2 separate regions of the Pan troglodytes genome follow, and region 1 is linked to region 2. The links are chromatin contacts, called in public Hi-C maps. All regions are on one chromosome and are shown on one strand. The core of a region is the stretch at or near the end of the contact, and the rest is flanking DNA. Distances in the headings are between cores, read along the strand shown. Region 1 holds the start of PTCH1 (patched 1). Region 2 has its middle 170 kb from the start of ERCC6L2.

What was found. Hi-C and Micro-C count contacts between places; a contact is called where the count stands out from the background.
Region 1: a contact with region 2 is called in a Hi-C map of stem cell-derived neural progenitor cells, with 3 times the contacts expected there. The contact joins the promoter of PTCH1 here to the enhancer-like site in region 2. A contact is called at or near these places in 1 of 7 Hi-C or Micro-C datasets (stem cell-derived neural progenitor cells) and 1 of 1 datasets of contacts at active chromatin or transcription factors (stem cell-derived excitatory neurons).

The regions. Positions count from the first base shown.
Region 1 is chr11:42,985,871-42,989,581 of NHGRI_mPanTro3-v2.0_pri, reverse strand. PTCH1 (patched 1) reads right to left here and starts at 1,386. Exons shown (of 24, transcript XM_016961227.4): 1 at 890-1,386. The coding sequence starts at 892.
Region 2 is chr11:42,460,982-42,464,447 of NHGRI_mPanTro3-v2.0_pri, reverse strand. No RefSeq gene overlaps it. Among named protein-coding and RNA genes, the nearest start is that of ERCC6L2, 170 kb to the left of the region's middle. Within about 2 kb of position 1,472, at least 12 of the 24 cell types and tissues checked have an H3K27ac peak or open chromatin away from gene starts, as enhancers often do. A contact at or near this core is called in stem cell-derived excitatory neurons and stem cell-derived neural progenitor cells, where this site is marked.

The DNA of each region.
Region 1 (3,711 bases), core at 137-2,636, 530 kb before region 2:
TCTGGGGGTCTTGGGGTTCAGCGCTGGGCCCGGGCCTGTAAAGTGAGAATCGGTCCGGCCCGCCCCCGGGCTCCCCTGAGGCCGCACTCTGCACTCTAAGCACTGGGCTGGTCGCCCATCTCTGTAAGGGTGGCAGCCACCCAAGCGCCTGAATCGGTGGGCATAAGAGTCACACACACCACCTCTCTTACCCACCGCCCCTTCCAGAACTCCAAAAGCCTCTCTGGCCCTTTTCCCGCAGCATGGGAGGGGAGGTGGGTAAGGTGCGTCTCTTCTAGCCCGGGTGTCCCGCACCCCTAGGCGTGCGTGCGGGCTCGAGAGCGGGTCTGCGGGGCGCGAGCGTGCCCTTCCCTGCGGCTGCGGCTGCTCCCGCGAGCTGGCGGCAGCGGCTTCCGCGCGCGCGCTCTGAGCCCCCTCCCCTCGGCGCTGTCACTCTCCGCACCAGCCCTTCCATCACCAGCTCTGCCTCCGCTGGCGAGTCAGTAGCCACCACCAGGCTGATGAGCGGAAGCCAAGGTGGCGACCCTTTCAGGCGTGAAAATGGGAGCTCCGGCGACCCCCTCCGTGAGAATTCCCCCCGGAGCCGTTCCTCAGCCGGGGCCCGCCGCGGCCAGCCCCCTCCCCGCCACGCGGGGCTGGCCTCGGGGGCGGGGGCCCGGGCGTGCGAGCGAGCGTGGAGGCGCGGGACCCGCGCTCCCGCGCCCAGGCGGCGCAGCCCACCCGGCCCCACGGCCCCTGCGCGCGGCCCGCCCCTCCTGCCCGGCGCTCGGGGCTCGCTCCTCCGTCCGCCGCGCGGGGCGTCCCGCGTCCCCGTGTCCCCGCGCCGCCCGAGGAGCACGGCGCGCGAGGGCGAGGTGGCGTCGGCGGCCGCCGCGCTGGCTGCACTCACCATAGCCGGCCGTCAACCCCTGCTCGGAGCGCGGGTGCCGATGGCGCGGACGCTGGGCTTGGATTTCACATCAATTCCTTTTTTTTCCCTGGCCCCCCTTTCCTCGTCCTCCGCTCCTCCGTCTTCTCCCAGTCTTCCCTCGTCTCCCCCTTGCCTTGTCGCTGCGGGTCTCTTTGTCTCCCCTGTCGTCTTTTTCTTCTCCTCCGTTTTCTTCTTCTTCTCCTCCTCCGTCTTTACAAAAGGAACGGAAAGTGTAAAAACCCCGGCGCGCTGGGCCGCCGGAGGCTTTCGGCGGAGTGCAGCGCGGACTCACAATTACAAGCCTGTTTCTATTAAGCAGTTCCATGGCCCTCGGCGTGGGTGGTCTGCCGCGCCATAGGCAGGACCTGTCAGGGTCACGTGACGGATCCGAAAACTTTACCCCTTTACAATAAACTCAAGGAAAGCAAAGTAAACTCGAGGAACGTGCTATCAGCACAGCCCTCCTGGGTAAACAGGCGCTCCCCTCCCCGCCTTCCTGGGAGGCGCCCTGCCCGGCGAGCTCCCGCGAACCTAGCCACCCTCTCCCCGCCCCCCGCGGCCGTGTTTGCTGGGGGCCGCCGGGCTGGGGGTCTCCGCGCGCTCCCGCGGCTTCTCCACCTTGTGCTCGGCTCCCCCGCCCCCGCAAACATTATTTGCTAACATTTGGCCATCTTGTCCCAATGCCGGTCGGGGGAGGTGTGGGGAAGCAAGGAAGCTCCTTTTAGCATCCTCAGCGCTCCGGGAAGTGGGGGGTTCCCAGAGGACTGCAGAAGAACACCACCTTTCATGCTTGCATTCTCAAAGGCTTTCCTTCTCGCATTCCCACGGAAGCGCGGAAAAGCTGGGAGCCTTCTAGATGACAGGCCTACGGGCCGCCAGGGAGGCGGGGAGCAGGAAAACCGGACAGATCACAGCGCCTTCCCGGGGAAATTTCAGCACGAGATGTGTGCGGATTCCTGTCGGTCCCTCGGAAGCCGTTTCTTCTGAAAGAGACCAAGGTGGCGTCCCTTGGAAACCAAGATTGGTAGCTGGTCCGAAGAATCACGGATTGACATTTGCTCCCTTTCTCTTCTGATTCCTGTGGTTTCTGGGGTATGCCACCCAAATGCTCCCACCTACTGTGCCGTCCTGTGCCAGGCGGCCTTGGGTGACTGGCCTAAACCTAGGAGCTGGTGGGTCGCGCTGATAACCCTGCTCTCGCTCAAGACTGAAGCGTTCTATTCGGGAGCGCCCCCGCTACAATGTCTGACATTTTATCTGCTCAACCCCGCCGCTGGTAGACGGTGTTTCACACGCTGCGTCTTTAAATGGGCCACATTATGAATAAAGATGAATTACAGATACAAGGGCAGGGTAGAGGGAGTGAGAACATTTACTGCAGCTCTGAAGAGCTGACTAGCTGGTCTTGAAATAAAGCCAGACTCTTCTCACTTCATTCTGGGCTGACAGTGTGATTAGGTGTGTGTGTGTTGGGGGCGGGGGGGGGGGGGGGGGGGGCGGGGCGGGGGTAGAAGAGGTGCCCCATGTGTTATTAAATAATAATAATCATCCTAGGAGTTTTGGGATCTCCCTCCCACAAAGATGACATAGCCATTCTTGAGCAGAGTCATTTGAGTTTCCAGAATGTATGTGTTTGAGACACGTTAAGTAATTAAGCATTAGAAGGGGGGCAGCCCTGTGAATTTGGCTGGTCCAGAAGGTCATTTTCATACCAGTGACTTCAGTCAAAAATGGACTCAAATGCATATTGGCTGACCATGGATTCTAAAAGTCACAATAGTTGTAACAACAACAACAACGAAAAACCCAACATTTCCCTTCGAAACACTTCCCCCTGTCTTTTGGTGTCATATCAAAGGGCCCTGTTTATCTATAAATGTGAGTGGGGTTACGAACAGGAAGGTATACATAATCTCCAAATAGAGGGGTCTAGAATATGAGGGAGAAAGGGGGATAAGAAAAAAGAGAAACAGCTGACAAAGGGCATTTAAATGGCCCACAATATACAGTTGCTAGGAAAATTCCAGCAGAACTTGAGGAGTTTGCTTTTTCTAGTTAAAATGAAGACCCTCATGGAAGCACACTTGGCTACATGCTCCTGCTGAGTGGTGGCCAAGGCTGATACTCAAGAGTGGACACTAGTTTTGTGTGGCCTAGGACTTAGGCAGCTTTCAGAGTGAAGGGGGAGGGGGGAGCTTCTTTAGCAACTCAAAACTGCAAACACAAAATTAAGTACAGGGCCTTGAAGTGGCCTGGGCAGGGAGGAGCCCTAAAGCTACCTGGGCTTCTAGGAAATCGCCTTTGTTGAGTGTGCAGACAGGAGGACGACAGAACTACCCAGTCTTTGTGGTCCTGGTGGTCTACGCTGTCCCTTAGTTAGGACTGAATGTGTTCATATGAGTCTTATCTTAGTCCAAGGCTTTACAATTGGGAGCAAAGACAAGTTTGTTTTGTACAAGAGTGTAAGTACTTAGAGTTGGGCAGGAGTGGCATAATGAGGCAGGGAGTAGAAAATCTGGTGTTAAAACGTACAAGTATAGGAAGGAGGGAAGCCGCTTGAAATGTTCTCTCTTGTAGAATGTAAAAAGTTCCTCTTCAAAGTTTCCCCTTCCCTTCTTGTTAAAGAATAAATCATAAGTGTTAAAAATAATAGTTTCTTTTAAAAACTAACTTCCTTCAAGCCTCCTTGCTTTGTGCTAATAACTCTTTGTTAAGCCCTGTCGTATGTAGCTGTTAAACATGCTCACAGGCACATAGTACATTCTATGTCCTTGTACCGTAACCAAGATATTTATGCTGGA
Region 2 (3,466 bases), core at 223-2,722:
AAAGCATGCGTGTAAGAAGAAAGAAGGCACCAAGCCACTCCAGCCACTCTCCTTGAAGGACCCTGGGGCCTTCGGAAGGGACTCCAATCCCAACCCCACAGGGGCGGGGAGCGGATGGCAAGGAAAACAAGAGCCAGGACACATCGTTGCTAGCTTTGCCAGCCAGATGCAGTGCTGATGTCGGCATGCGCTGCAGATTTGGGGTAATGTTCCTTTAATAAGGAGCCCCCTACAGCATTTCAATAGGCCCTGGGGGCTGCCGGGGCTAGGCTGTGCCCCTGTCACCCTGCCCAGTCCCTGCCCTCACCCTTCCCCCCGCAAAATTTACCCTGGTTCATTGTACCTAGGAAGCACCATAAATATTTCTTGAATTTAAGTGCCTCATTCTCCCTGAATAGACGGGAGCCTACTTTGAAATAAAAGTTCAAAAAGAAAAAAAGAAAGCCTCACATCTCCCAAACTTCAAACAGCGCCCAGTCAGAGGCAGTTCGCTGGGCTTGAAGTTTGTAGTCAGGGAGGGCGATGGCAAGGAGAGGGCAAGTAACGTGGCCCCAGTGTGTCCTCGAAGAAGCCTCCTCCTAATAACCTCATGTTTCCCCCGTGTCCCACAGTGATGGATTTGACATAAGCAACTGCTCCATGCAGCCAGGCCGGCCAGGCTCCTCAGGCTGTGCTGGGGACGCAGGGTCCGGTGGGTGGGGGCATCTACCAGACCCGCTGAACTAGGGGCAAGTTGTGACAAAACCAGCCTTATTCTTGGGGAAAATGTGTGAGGTGTTTTTTTTTTTCTTTCCTCCCACACAAAGGTGATTTCAACCATTCCATTTGGCTGCAACGTTTTCTTCTCTGAGAAGCCGTGTTGAGGTGGCCCTGGCTTTTTTGTGAGCTCTCTTTAGTATGGGCTGCACACACTGTCGTAATCCATTTTTTCATCAGCTCCAGGATAACAAAGGGCCCCCTAAGCCCTGGAAACCCCCCTCTGACGCCGATTACGGGTTTCCTGGTGTCAGTCATGGCCGGTTTGTCAGGGCCAGGGAGAGAGAGAGAGAGAAAAGGGAGAAGGGGAGGAAGAGAGGGAGGAGGAGGTTGGGGGGGAGAGGGGAAGGAGGGGAGGGAGGCCGCTGGAGTTCAGCCGCCTCTGTGTGTGGTCTCAGGCTAGTCCTTATTTCATGAAATACATGCTTCATTCCTGGCTCAGGGTAAACCTGAGCCTCACTGAATGAGTCCCTTATCCACTTTCCAAAACACTGACGAGGTTTGAAAGGGCTCTGTGGGTAGACTGTGACTATCAGCAAAACCAAACAGGCCAGCTTATTTAGCTAAGCATTTTTAATATTTAAACATCCCAGCCTTCAGCTATTCGTGAACCGCTCAGCCAACAAGGCAAGAAGTCAGGAGCGCGGCGAAGCTGCCCGTGTTCCCGCAGGTGGGCCTGCTGTCCCCGTGCGGGGCCAGCCCAGGCCGCAAGCTCTCTCGCTGTTTCAGAGCTGGAACTGGGGACCCTGGGGGAGCTCCGGGCCAGAGCCCTCGCTGCCGCCCTCACCCAGGGCAGTCTGGGTGGCGGCTGGCTGTGGAATCACTCACAGCCTCTTCATAATCAGATGTGGTTTAAGCTTAACCTAGTGTTTCCCACCCTTTGAAAAATAAAAGTCTAGGCACCCCCTATTTGTAGAAAAAGAAAGCTCTCTGATGGCAGCGTAATTAAAATGCTAAGCTGGGAAGCTGTGGGCGTCCCAAGTCGGGAGCAGGTACAACAAATATTATCCCTGTGGACACGGCCAGAGCTCCCGCTCCGGGTGACGGGCGGCCTGTAAAATCGGCCTGCGACAGACCACAGGCTGGACCCCTCCCTGCCCGGACAGGATGGCACCAGACACCCGCCCACCAGACTTCATACCACCAGCTGGAAGTGGCTTTCTGGTTTATGGAGCAAGACGGAACTGTAAAGTCAGTCGTTCTCATGGGCCAGAGTCAAGTCAGCGCCCCCGCCCCACCCGAGCCAAAGGAGGCTTCTGGAGGCCCCGCCAGGTCCCCCTGAGCCAGCCGGAGCCCAGCCAGGCCTCCGGGCCAGACTCACCGGGTGCCACCGAGGGCCTGAATGGGCTCCCTGTCTGCCAGAGCAAACAAGCTCCCTGGGCAGGGCGCCCTGGGCACAGCCTGGAGCGGAGCAGGCCGGAGGTTACGAGTGACGCCAGGAGGACAGGGGACTTCTTCTCTCTGGAGATTCCATTAGGGAAAGACTGCCAAAAAGTTTGCCAGGAAGTTCAGTCTGCTCCGATATTATGGGTTCACGGACAAATAGCCCCATTCAAGGAGGACAGGGCCTGAAGGGCTTTGCTAAGGCGACCGCCTCCGCCCGGCCAGGACCCCCTCCTGCCACCCCAGGCTGCTAATCAGGCTTCCTCTGGGGCGGGCTCCCGGGATGCTCTGCGTTCCCGGGGCACAGTTTCCAGCCGAGCTCCTCTTTTCCCCGTCTATAAAATGTGGGCATTGACATCTCACTGAGGGGTTTACAAAAGGGCCTGACTTAGATAGTGCCTGGCCTTGGGGACTCCTCAGTGAATGAGGACCACTGTTACTGCAACTCAAACTTTGGAGCAGTTTGCAGACATCCTCAGGCTGGGGGCAGCTGGAGGCCTGGGGAAGCCCATACCTCCCCGCGGGACTGGTGAGGTGGGTGGTGGGGACCACCTGACATTTCCCCCCTGCATACACCTCCTGGTTGGGTCTTCCCAACTAATCCCGCAGGGTCCTCTAAGCCCCTCCCCTTCAAGCCTCCTGTAACCCTACCCTGGGCAGCGTGAGGCCTCCCTGCCCTCAGACAAACTCAGAGCTGCGTCCACGTGGACCCCACGCTCATCACGATGCCAGAGTCGCCAGATGGCAGGAGCCAGCCAAGGCACACAGGACGTGCCTGACCCCCGGCTGGTCATCCCTCCGGCGGGCCACCCTTCAGGTCAGAAGGGGCGTCTTGTGATTGTGCTGCTGCGTCCATCCCCCATGGTCCTCCATGGGCCGTCCTCGGAGACCACTGGAAGCAGATTTCTTACCCTTGTGGCCCAAAGGGAAACCACGGACCTTGGAATCTTAGACTACTGCCTCCACACCTAACTTGAAAGCCTGCAGGCAAAAGGGAAAAGCAGGGCGCTGCACAGAGCAGGTGCTCAGTCACGATTTGCTGACCTCACTTCGATTCTGAAGGAAGAGTGCAGAAACAATTAGAAGAGTGTGGCTGGAAGGAAGGCAGAGAGGGCGTGGGAGGGAGAGAATCTCCAGCTAGGATTTCTCAGAGAAGCACCTCAGTATGAATGCTGCTGGGGCAGGGCTTAGGACAGAGCTTCCCACCCCGCTGTGCGGTAGCTGGGGAAGAGGAAAGGCATGACAGGTGTGGCCTGAGACCACAGAGCTGGAGCGCGAGGAATGTGTCAGCCGAGCCCGCCATTTTTCACTCTTCGATAGAGGCCGG